Regions from separate parts of the Ovis aries genome. Here region 1 is linked to region 2. A link is a contact called in public Hi-C data. All regions are on one chromosome and are shown on one strand. The core of a region is the stretch at or near the end of the contact, and the rest is flanking DNA. Distances in the headings are between cores, read along the strand shown. Region 1 overlaps LOC121816352 (a long non-coding RNA gene). Region 2 overlaps NXPE3 (neurexophilin and PC-esterase domain family member 3).

Region 1 (5,613 bases), core at 1,227-3,726, 460 kb after region 2:
AAAGAGTATAATGAACCTGATATGCCTTTCACCTAGTTTTAGTAATTATCACTGCATGGTATATCTTATTTCCCCTATATATATATCTTCCTACTCATCTCACCTCAGATTATTGTAAATCAGTTCTCAGACAATGTATCCTTTTACCTGTGTATATTTTGGTATATACTTCCAAAAATGATTATAATGTTGAACACATTAAAATGAATGATGCTTTAAAATATTATTAAATATTTAGTGTTCAAATTTCTGCTATTGTTTTATAACTTCATTTTTATTTTTGAGATTAAAGTAATATGTTGAGGATACATTTTGGGAGTAGCTGCCGTGGTACTTTCTGTTTGACTCATTTAATGTGGGAGAAAGAGTTTGAAGGTAAAGATTTTTTGAGTGAGTGAGGGTATTGTATGCTGACATGAGGAGAAATGTAGAGGTGGTGAGAGGGAGAAAATGAAGACTTCAGTTTAAGATGTGTGAAAATAACAAGATGGAAATAACAAGTTGACATTTGGATGAATAAACCCAGAACTCATAAAGGAGGCATGACTGAGATATGGAAATTTGGGAATATGTGTGGCAGAGATAATATTTAAAACCATGAGAATAAGAGACAAAAAAAGGTAAGACTGTAGCATTGGAGAGCTCAGAACTAAGACTGGCCAATTCTGTCTCCTTAAAGAGAATGAGAAGGTCTATGCAGAAAAATCAAGGGTATGCAGAGGTAACCCTGGAAGAGATGGTTCAGGAAAGCAATAGGGGTCAACAGTGTTCGGTGCTGCAGGGATGTTTTATGAAATGAGAATGAAAAGTCTCTCAGTTATTCTGAGACCCATTTCTACTGCTAAGAGAGTCAGTTAACATACCTGGGTCTCAATTTAACTATCTGAAATATGGTGCTTATGAAAGATGGTGTTGGATCGTCTGGGTAAGGGGTGTTGGTCAGGAAGTGCTAGGCATTTCATCCAGCACTGTAAGTGGGTTAGTGTGAGCAAAAGGTGATATAGACCATTTTCTCTGTGTGTGTTTAGTTACCAAGTCGTGTCCAATTCCTTTGGGACCCTGTGGACTATAGCCCACCATGCTCCTCAGTCCATGGGATTTCCCAAACAAGAATACTGGAATGGGTTGCCATTTCCTTCTCCAGGAGATCTTCCCAGTTGAGGGATCAAACCCTCATTTCCTGCATTGCAGGTGGATTCTTTGCTGCTGAGCCACTGGGTTCTACCAACTCTATAAAATCTGTGAGGTGTGAGAACATTGTACCTTATGGGACAAACAAAGGGATTTTCCGAGTCACTCTGTAAATTACTAGGTAAATATAAAGTGACATTTCTGTTTCTGAGACAATAAATGTCAAAGAGAATTTTTCTGTGCACTGGTTGTGGCAGATTTAAGGCAGATGCAACCATGATGTTGATTTCACAGAGAAGAATCTGGAGACAAGGTTGTCAAGGCTGTGATCCCAAGTGTTAATGCATTAGCATCTTGGGAGTTTCGAGGTCCCTAAGGCTTTAAGATTTGTTTGCCTCTAGTGTTATTAAGTTATGGCCACTAGAAAATTCTGTCTTATCTTCATTTCACAGAGCTATCTAGAAATAATGAATATTCGGAAACCCCCATTTTCAGTTCAAGACCCTGTACTTCCATCCCTCAGTGTGACTCTCAGAACCTCCCATCCCTGTCCCTGTCATTTATTGTTGAATAGAGGTTGTAGAGGAAAGAGGATGATGATCCCCATTCTGCAGATTCTTGCCCTGGAGATGGTGCTGAGGCTCCAGCTGCGTTTTGGTACCTTGTGCAGGAAGAAATCACAACCTCAAGCAGTGATCCCATGCATTAGGGAAGCGAACCCAGGGCACTTGGGTCAGGAACTCAGTTAGTGTGTTTCTCATGTGCAGGAACCTGATCTTGGGTCCTCACACAAAATCTCATGTGCAGTAAATGCTCAATAACTGCTGTTAAAAAAAAAAAGAAGAAGAAGAATGCCTTACCCAGTCAGGCTGCATGCATCACTGGGGAGGCAAGGCCAGCCTTTGTCATTGGCCTATAATGTCGGTTCCATGGGATGATTTTGAAGTTGCTGTCAATCACCCTGTCCCCCCAGTTACTATGCTTCTGGATGATTGCAATTCTACTTTTGGACTTCCACCAATAAAAAGTCTTGTTCTCTGACAAAATGCAAATGTGCCCAGGAGAGCAAAATTTCATCATCAGATTCATATATCTTACTGAATTTGAGTTTTTTCGATCTCTCCTGAGAGGAGAGTTTGACTAAGGATATTGAGAAGAGAGAGAGAGTAGGAGTGATGAAAAGACAGGGGAATAGTAGCTACAAAATATCTGAGTTTACAGACACCACAGTTATGCCTAGAACTGGTCCTGATTGGTAGACTGACAAGGCAGCTATCCAAGGATAATGTGTATTCACTATGACTCATTTTTTTCCCACTCATTCCTTTACACTTCAATAGGAATACAGGCAATGGGTCAAGTGCCACATACACAGGCAGTCACGGATTATTAACACAGTCACATCTAGATGCACAAAGAGGACAGGAAACATTTTTAGTCTTGCAGCCCCACTTCCTTGCAACTGATTGATTAGCACAGTAACATGAGCAAGCACTAAGCCCTGGGCTTCAGGTGACACATTCAATTAATGACATTCAGGCATGCAAAGAAAGATAAGCATTCTGGTACCAGGCAATTACAAATTATAGACTAATGAATGCGATTTTGTTTTCACAGATTTTCCCATTTTACTCTATAACACTGGGATCAACATTCATTAGCTCAGAAGGATCTAGGTTCAGGCATGCTGGCAAGGCATCAATATAAGGTAAGCTTCTGCATTTGTTCAATGTGTATGCCAGATTAGATGGAATTACCAAACTTAATCTGACCTCTAGTGGCATTTGGTAATAATGAGCACACTTGAAATATACCTAGAAGCTTTGCTGTGGAAATCCTGCCATGTTTTATTTTAAAACTGGAAGAAATCTTAGAGATGATGTGCTTAGGAAGCATCCCACCCACTGCTCCATTCTGCAGGTGAGGAGATGAGGTCTAGAAATGTTGAGTGATTTGACTGAAAGATTGAAGAGCTAATTGATAGTAAAGACACTAACGATAGAATCCAGGCTTTTATATTTCCATGCAAATATGATACTTTCATCAAAGAAAAATCAATATGAAAATATGTTTAAATGTTGATAAGGATAAGCTGAAATATACAAACTTAATGGCTTTTTGAATACTGTGAGTCAAAATCATCAAGGCACTTTCAGCTCAATATCTGAATATTTTAGTTGAAAGCATATGGAAACTCAATCAAAATTACTGACTGCAGTTGAAACATTTTTTTTTATGTTTAATACATTGATTCTAATAGTATTTATTTTTAAATTAATTTATTTGTTTTAATTGGAGGCTAATTACTTTATAATATTGTAGTGGTTTTTGCCATACAGTGACATGAATCAGCCACGGGTGTACATGTGTTCCCCATCCTGAACCACTCTTCCACCCTCTCCCCATCCCACCCCTCACGGTCATCACAATACACCAGCCTTGAGCAACCTGTCTCATGCATTGAACCTGGACTGGTGATCTCTTTCACATATGATAATATACATGTTTCAATGCTATTCTCTCTAATCCTCCCACCCTCACCTTCTCCCAGAGTCCAAAAGACTTCTATACATCGGTGTCTCTTTTGCTGTCTCACGTATAGGGTCATTGTTACCATCTTTCTAAATTCCATATATATGTGTTCAGTTCAGTTCAGTTGCTCAGTCGTGTCCAACTCTTTGCGACCCCATTAACCACAGCACACCATCCTGTCCATCACCAGCTCTCAGAGTCCACACAAACCCATGTCCATTAAGTCGATGATGCCATCCAACCATCTCATCTTCTGTTGTATCCTTCACCTCCTGCCCTCAATCTTTCCTAGCATCAGAATATTTCCAATGAGTTAGCTCTTTGCATCAAGTGGCCAAAGTACTGGAGCTTCAGCTTTAGCATCTTTCCTTCCAGAGAAATCCCAGGGTTGATCTCCTTCAGAATGGACTGGTTGGATCTCCTTGCAGTCCAAGGGACTCTCAAGAGTCTTTTCCAACACCATAGTTCAAAAGCATCGATTCTTTGGCTCTCAGCTTTCTTTATGGTCCAACTCTCACATCCATACATGACCACTGGAAAAACCATAGCCTTGACTAGATGGACCTTTGTTGGCAAAGTAATGTCTCTGTTTTGAATATGCGCTCTAGGTTGGTCATAACTTTCCTTCCAGGGAGTAAGCATCTTTTAATTTCATTGCTGCAATCACCATCTGCAGTGATTTTGGAGCCCAGAATAGTAGTCTGCCACTGTTTCCATTGTTTCCGCATCTATCTGCCACGAAGTGATGGGACTAGATGCCATGATCTTAGTTTTCTGAATGTTGAGCTTTAAGCCAACTTTTTCACTCTCCTCTTTCACTTTCATCAAGAGGCTCTCTAGTTCTTCTTTACTTTCTGCCATTAGGCTGGTGTCATCTGCATATCTGAGGTTATTGATGTTTCTCCTGCCAATCTTTATTCCAGCTTGTGCTTTTTCCAGCCCAGCGTTTCTCGTGATGTACTCTGCATAGAAGTTAAATAAGCAGGGTGACAATATACAGCCTTGATGTAGTCCTTTTCCTATTTGGAACCAGTCTGTTGTTCCATATCCAGTTCTAACTGTTGCTTCCTGACGTGCATACAGGTTTCTCGAGAGGTGTACTATTTTGGTGTTTTTCCTTCTGACCTACTTCACTCTGTATAATAGGCTCCAGTTTCATCTACCTCATTAGAACTGATTCAAATACATTCTTTTTAATGGCTGAGTAATACACCATTATATATATGTACCACAACTTTCTTATCTATTCATCTGTCAGTGGACATCTAGGTTGCTTCTGTGTCCTGGCTATTATAAAGAGTGCTGCGATGAACATTGGGGTGCATGTGTCTCTTTCAATTCTGGTTTCCTCGGTTTGTATGCCCAGCAATGGGATTGCTGGGTCATATGGCAGTTCTTTTCCATTTTTTTTAAGGAATCTCAACATTGTTCTCCATAGTGGCTATACTAGTTTGCATTCCCACCAACAGTGTAAGAGGGTTCCCTTTTCTCCACACCCTCTCCAGCATTTATTGTTTGTAGACTTTTTGATAGCAGCCATTCTGACTGGCATGAGATAGTACCTCATTGTGGTTTTGGTTTGCATTTCTCTGATAATGAGTGAGAAATATTCTTTTTTTTAAAAACAATCATTTGGCTTCCTCGGGTCTAGTTGTGGCACTCTGGATCCTCATTGCCTCAAGTGGGATCTTTCACTGCAGTGAATAAACTCTCTAGTTGTGGCTCGCATCAGCTTAAGTTGTTCAGTGGCGTGTGAGATCTTAGTCCCTGACCAGGGTTCAAACCCATGTCCCCTGCATTGCAAAGCAGCTTCTTAATCACTGCACCATCAGGAAGCCCATTTCTAATGGTGAATTTCTGGTTTTGTTTTTTTTTTCTCCGAATCTACTCTTTAGAACTATCATGACAATAATCAATACATGGGATAGTTGTGATTTAATTAGAGGAACA
Region 2 (6,087 bases), core at 1,909-4,408:
GAAACGCTGGCTTTTTAAACAGTTCAGACTGCTTGAAATTGTTAGTCGGGATATATTTTTGTCCCAGTTGACCATAAGAGGGCAGTGTAGGTATACATATTTCTCTTTAAAAATACCTTTTGTTATCTAGTGCTGCATGTTTAAAGAATTAATGTGAGGTTCAGTAATTGATTTGCTTTGCTTGACTTAACTCTGATAGTGAATATAATTAACATTTGAATGGAAATGGTAATTGTTTCCGGTGTGATATACATGTTTCTTTGTAACACTTACTTGACACAGAATAGCTGAGTGTACTAACTTAACCTAGCAAAAATTGTGACTTTAAAATCACTTTTGATTCCCATTCCAGTAGATATTTTCTCTGGGCCCCAGGTGTGTGCTCTGGCCTGTGCAACCTTTATGTGTTGATGTAATAAGGAACTTTGGGCAAGATGAGATGACATGGTTATGCCTCATTTAGTAGCATGTTGAGAAATTGCTTTTGAATAAGTCAAACAAATGTTTACCCTACCCCCCAGTTTTCTTTGATAATCACATTTGCCACAAAAGCATTTACAATGCTGTTTGCTTTTCAGTTGAGACCTTGAACCTGCAAAGAATTTGCAGATGCCTAAGAAAAAGGATTAAATATGCACCCTCTATCAAATAGGGCATCTTCTTTGAAGGGAATAAAACCAAAATAACTTTGAGTAATATAGATAATATCAAGAAGTCAAAGAAGGGGCCTCCCTGGTGGCTCGCTATGAAAGAGCCCGCCTACCAGTGCGGGAAGATCCCACATGCCACAGGGGTAGCTGAGCCTGTGTGCACAGAACTATGGAGCCTGTGCTCTAGAGTCCAGGAGCCACAACTAGAGAAAGGCCCCTGCGGCGGTGAAGGCCCAGCACTGCCATAAATAAAGAAAGAAAAGAAAAAATGAACTGGAGCAAGCAGACAGGCATTGGAAGGAGGTAGAATTTTTTTTTTTTTAAATAAAGAAATCAAAGAAGCTGAAAATAGTCATGAGTAGGAGACTTGCTTAAATTTCAATTTCTAAGTCATGTGAGCTCTTGGATTTTGAATTGTGGTTAGACAGGTGAGACTATAGCATTGATGGATTATGATCAAGATTTGAACCTTGGGGTGTGTAAGGGAGTGATACAAAATGATAGGTGGTTTTTGGAAGATTATAAACTTGAATAATAAGTGCTAGAAATGAATAAATGTACACTTTCCAGAAAAAAAGCCTAAAAGAAAATGGCCGGTATCCACAGACATCTTGTTTTGGGAAGTGATGTAGCGCAGTGGTTAAGAGCATGGCCGTGGGGGCTCACCTGCTTAGATTAGATCCTGGCTTTGCTACTTCCTGGCTCTGGAACTGAGGTCAAATTACTTAACTGTTTTGAAAGGTAGGACCTATCTTGAAGGGTTATTGTGAGCGTCCGATGAGATAATACATTTAATTGCTCAGAAGAGTGTCTGGTGCAGAGTAAACTTGCAGGAAATATTAGGCCTCCCTGTTGAAGCAAGTAAAATGCTCTGTTTCCACTGAAAAATTCCAGTGGCATTTTCTGAGGGAGGTGTTTGGTAAGAAGGGTGTTGACTGTCACTGTGAAAGGTGTCCTGATGCTTGTGTGATCATGTGTAACTACGCTACAAGCATGAGTACACACTGCTGATGCAATTTTTTTTAAATCTGGCCACATTGGATCTTAGTTGAGGCATGTGAGATCTAGATCTAGTTCCCTGACCAGGGATGGAACCCCAGCCCCCTGCACTGGGAGCACGGAGTCTTAGCCACTGGACCCCCAGAGAAGTCCCTGATGCAATTTTAATATTATTCATTGTGTATAAGGACTTTTGAACCTTTTGTGTTGTGGAGAGTAAGTCTGTAGATCTTGTGTCATTGGTTTGTTTTCTGTGTTCAGTGATGGTTTTCTGAGTTAATATTTGATTGTGGGACCCATTGATTGAAACTTTTGAATGAGCTGAGAAACAGTAAGGACTAATACTGCCATGCATATGTAAAATATTAATTTAAATTGTTACTTGCCTCACAGGCATTTGGGTGAGCCATAACCCCAGACAGCGCTTAGATCTACACATTTCCTTGGTTTTTGCCTGCTTTTATTTTGAGAAAAACATGCTTCATCAGAGGGAATGCTCAATGTCCCCTTTCCCCTTCTGTCCACAAACATCCTCACACCCATTTTAAATCTTATTTTTGTGCAAAGGAGAACTTTTTGTAGGAGAGGGAAAGTCTGGGATTTCTTTGAGATGTGACAGCCGGAAATGTCACCCATAACCAGCAGGCTAACAAACATAGGAGCATAATTGTGTTTTAACTTGAAACATTTCTTATGTATGACTTGTTGGAAGAGAATTTCAGAATATCTTTTTTTTTTTTCTTTCAGAAACCAACAGCCTAGAACTATCTCAAGGCTTAGGAACTTTTCCTTCTGGTTATTATTACAAAGATCAGTGGAGGCCCAGGAGGTTTAAGATGCGCCAGTTTAATGACCCTGACAACATTACAGAATGCTTACAGAGAAAAGTGGTGTATTTCTTTGGTGACTCAACAATCAGGCAGTGGTTTGAATACCTCACTACATTTGTTCCAGGTTGGTACTTTGCTTTTTGCTTCATAACTCCCATACATACAAGATCCAGCTCTGAAATAAGCAGACCCAGTCCAGTACCTGCAGAAAGGCACCAGGTGAGGGAAAACTGACTTCTCCAAAGGACTAAAGGTGGGTCCTAATGCTGGAGAGATGAGTGATAGTTTCTGACCAGTGGTGGGGCTGTCATGCGTCAATGAAAGTTCTGGCTGCCTGTTGCAGTTCACACCACTGACAAGACGTGTGACTCTGGACAAATCATCTGCTTCTCGGGGCTTCCTTTCTCCAAGTGTGTGATGAAGCGCTGGACACTCACTTCATAGGTGTCTTCCCTTCTGACATTCTAGGCTGGGAAATGGAAGTGAACATTTTCCGTTGTTTCTCTTCTAGTTCTGTTTGGTCCTACTCCAAGTTTATAATAGATTTAAGTGGAAGGAGACAGACAAACTGTAGTCCAGTTTACTGCATCCAGGCAACAGAGTGTCCCTGTGTCGCCCACTGGGCCGTCTGCTGTGTGACTCTGAGATGAGCTGCCTGTCACCAAGGGAGTCTGGCCAGTCCAGCCTTCTTAGCTTCCTGGTCTCACTGCTGGGCTCTGGGCAGCTCTTCAGACTTGGAACAAAACCCTGCTCATTGGAGGGCCGTCCCTTATTCTCAGGAGGCCTTTTCCTCTTCCCAGAAAGGGTGTGGATAGAGCGAGGAGGGGCGGATCCAGGGCAGCAAGACTGAAAACCCTGCTTAGAGTTTACAGAGCTGACCAACAGCTTTGTGGGAACTGGTTTTTTTTTTTTAATTTTAAATTAATTTTTATTACAATATAGTTAATTTACAATGTTGTGTTAGTTTCTACTGTACAACAAAGTGAATCAGCTATACATGTACGCATATCCCCTCTTTTTTAAGATTTCCCTCCCATTTAGGTAACCACAGAGTACTGAGTAGAGTTCCCTGTTATAATAAAATAGTTATCTATTTTATTATCTATTAAGTTTACTATTTTATTATCTATTATCACTAATTATCTATTTTACACAGGTAGTGTATATATGTCAATCCCAGTTTCCCAGTTCATTCCATTCCCCCATCCCTCCTTTTTTTTTTTGTTTGTTTTTAGTTTTTTATTTTTTAAATTTTAAAATCTTTAATTCTTACATGCTTTCCCAAACATAAACTCCCCTCCCACCTCCCTGCCCATAACATCTCTCTGGGTCATCCTCATGCACCAGCCCCAAGCATGCGGTATCCTGCGTCAGACATAGACTGGCGATTCAATTCTTACATGATAGTATACATGTTAGAATGCCATTCACCCAAATCATCCCACCCTCTCCCTCTCCCTCTGAGTCCAAAAGTCTGTTATACACATCTGTGTCTTTTTTCCTGTCTTGCATACAGGGTCGTCATTGCCATCTTCCTAAATTCCATATATATGTGTTAGTATACTGTATTGGTGTTTTTCTTTCTGGCTTACTTCACTCTGTATAATCGGCTCCAGTTTCATCCATCTCATCAGAACTGATTCAAATGAATTCTTTTTAACGGCTGAGTAATGCTCCATTGTGTATATGTACCACAGCTTTCTTATCCATTCATCTGCTGATGGACATCTAGGTTGTTTCCATGTCCTGGCTATTATAAACAGTGCTGCGATGAACATTGGGGTACAGGTGTCTCTTTCCATTCTGGTTTCCTTGGTGTGTATGCCCAGCAGTGGGATTGCTGGGTCATAAGGTAGTTCTATTTGCAATTTTTTAAGGAATCTCCCCACTGTTCTCCATAGTGGCTGTACTAGTTTGCATTCCCACCAACAGTGTAGGAGGGTTCCCTTTTCTCCACACCCTCTCCAGCATTTATTGCTTGCAGATTTTTGGATCACAGACATTCTGACTGGTGTGAAGTGGTACCTCATTGTGGTTTTGATTTGCATTTCTCTAATAATGAGTGATGTTGAGCATCTTCTCATGTGTTTGTTAGCCATTCGTATGTCTTCTTTGGAGAAATGTCTATTTAGTTCTTTGGCCCATTTTTTGATTGGGTCGTTTCCATCCCTCCTTAATATCTGTATGTTTGTTCTCTAACAGCTGTGTTTCTATTTCTACTTTGCAAATAAGTTCATCTGTACCATTTTGTGAGAACTATTTTTGATGGCTGTTTATGGACAGGACTTTTCACAAAACAAAATTCCACAGTTGTGAGTGGTTGTGTGTGGTGTTTTTTATTTTTCTCTTCTGTTTATTATATCAACTTAGTTTCATTTGAAGGAAATCAGGAAGTAAATATGACCCCCAAAACTAGAAAATTAATTATGATTTTGATTTGCTTTAAAAAAAATGGAAACAGACATAGCAGAGTTCTAGTTGATAAAAGACAAGTTAAGCAGGAGAAGGGAAACCATTTGTATGGCATGATGCTAGGCAGAGTTTGGTGCTGACCAGGCAGGGCCTTCTAGCAGTTGGTATTTGCTTGGTTCTTAAGTTCTAATGAGCTCGGTATTTCCTTTAATAGCAGTGATCACATTGAGTGTCTTGTTCATTTTCCACCGTAGCCTTTGCAGACAGATTTTTGCCTGATAAAGCCTTGTGTCAGTGCTTGATCTTAATCTGAAGAAAGAATGGTAAATTGAACTTTTATGCAATTTAATTGGGGCCAAATGCTAAGTATAATGAGAGTGAGAATTAGGTATGAGAATCTAGAAAAGCCTGGGTGGGACTTCATGGAAAAAAAAGTGAAACCTTAACTTTAACTCTTAAAAGTAAATAATATGGGACAATTATAGTTTGATGTTAATTCTTCAAAAATGACTATAAACTCCTTGAGGGCAAGGACTGTGACTTTCCCATCTGAGCATTGCTGACTTTTTTTTTTTAAGCTAGGAAACTAATTCATTAATTACTTTTTTTTTCTTTTTGGCCATGCCATGTAACATGTGGGATCTTAGTTCCGCCACCAGGGATAGAACTCCTATCTCCTTCGGTGGAAGGGAGGAATCTTAATCACTGGACCACCAGGGAAGTCCTGCCTCACTGGCTTATAACACATCAGTGCTGGCACAGAATAGATGCTTAGGCAATGTTAATTCAGTTGGGTTGCCAATGGCTATTTAATCTGGTCTGTGTAAGGCACTTGTAGGACTCTTTAGGGATATGAGACAAATCCTCTTTCCTCATGGGGTCAATGTTCAGCTGTGAATTATACAGCTTTTTTTAGGGGTAATAAGGGAGGATCATCACTGATTCCTGGAATCAACAGAGGAGCTGGACTTGGAAACCCAACTTAGATAAAGGGGAAGGAGTGAAGGGAATTCTAATTTGTGCTGCTGTCTTTGTTACAACACAGAGAGAAGTTTTCTAAGACATTAACAGAGTTTTCCATGCATAAGGTGAAATTGAAAGTCAGAAGAAGCAAGGTTGCTTCTTTTTTTTTGCTTATTATAAAAAGAGGTATTTGGTTACTGTTATGTGTTTGTTAAAAAGCCGAAGTTATAGTT

The links. A called contact is a pair of places that touch in the nucleus more often than the background predicts.
Region 1: a Hi-C map of retroperitoneal adipose tissue shows a contact between it and region 2, with 5 times the contacts expected there. The contact joins two enhancer-like sites. A contact is called at or near these places in 12 of 16 Hi-C or Micro-C datasets (blood, hypothalamus, mesenteric adipose tissue and 5 more).

The regions. Positions count from the first base shown.
Region 1 is chr1:167,525,590-167,531,202 of ARS-UI_Ramb_v3.0, forward strand. It overlaps LOC121816352 (a long non-coding RNA gene), which reads left to right. Exons shown (of 9, transcript XR_006055889.2): 7 at 2,749-2,839. Among named protein-coding and RNA genes, the nearest start is that of ZPLD1, 280 kb to the right of the region's middle. Within about 2 kb of position 2,477, at least 5 of the 54 cell types and tissues checked have an H3K27ac peak or open chromatin away from gene starts, as enhancers often do.
Region 2 is chr1:167,063,088-167,069,174 of ARS-UI_Ramb_v3.0, forward strand. All of the region lies in intron 3 of NXPE3 (neurexophilin and PC-esterase domain family member 3), which reads left to right. Among named protein-coding and RNA genes, the nearest start is that of NFKBIZ, 31 kb to the right of the region's middle. Within about 2 kb of position 3,159, at least 19 of the 54 cell types and tissues checked have an H3K27ac peak or open chromatin away from gene starts, as enhancers often do.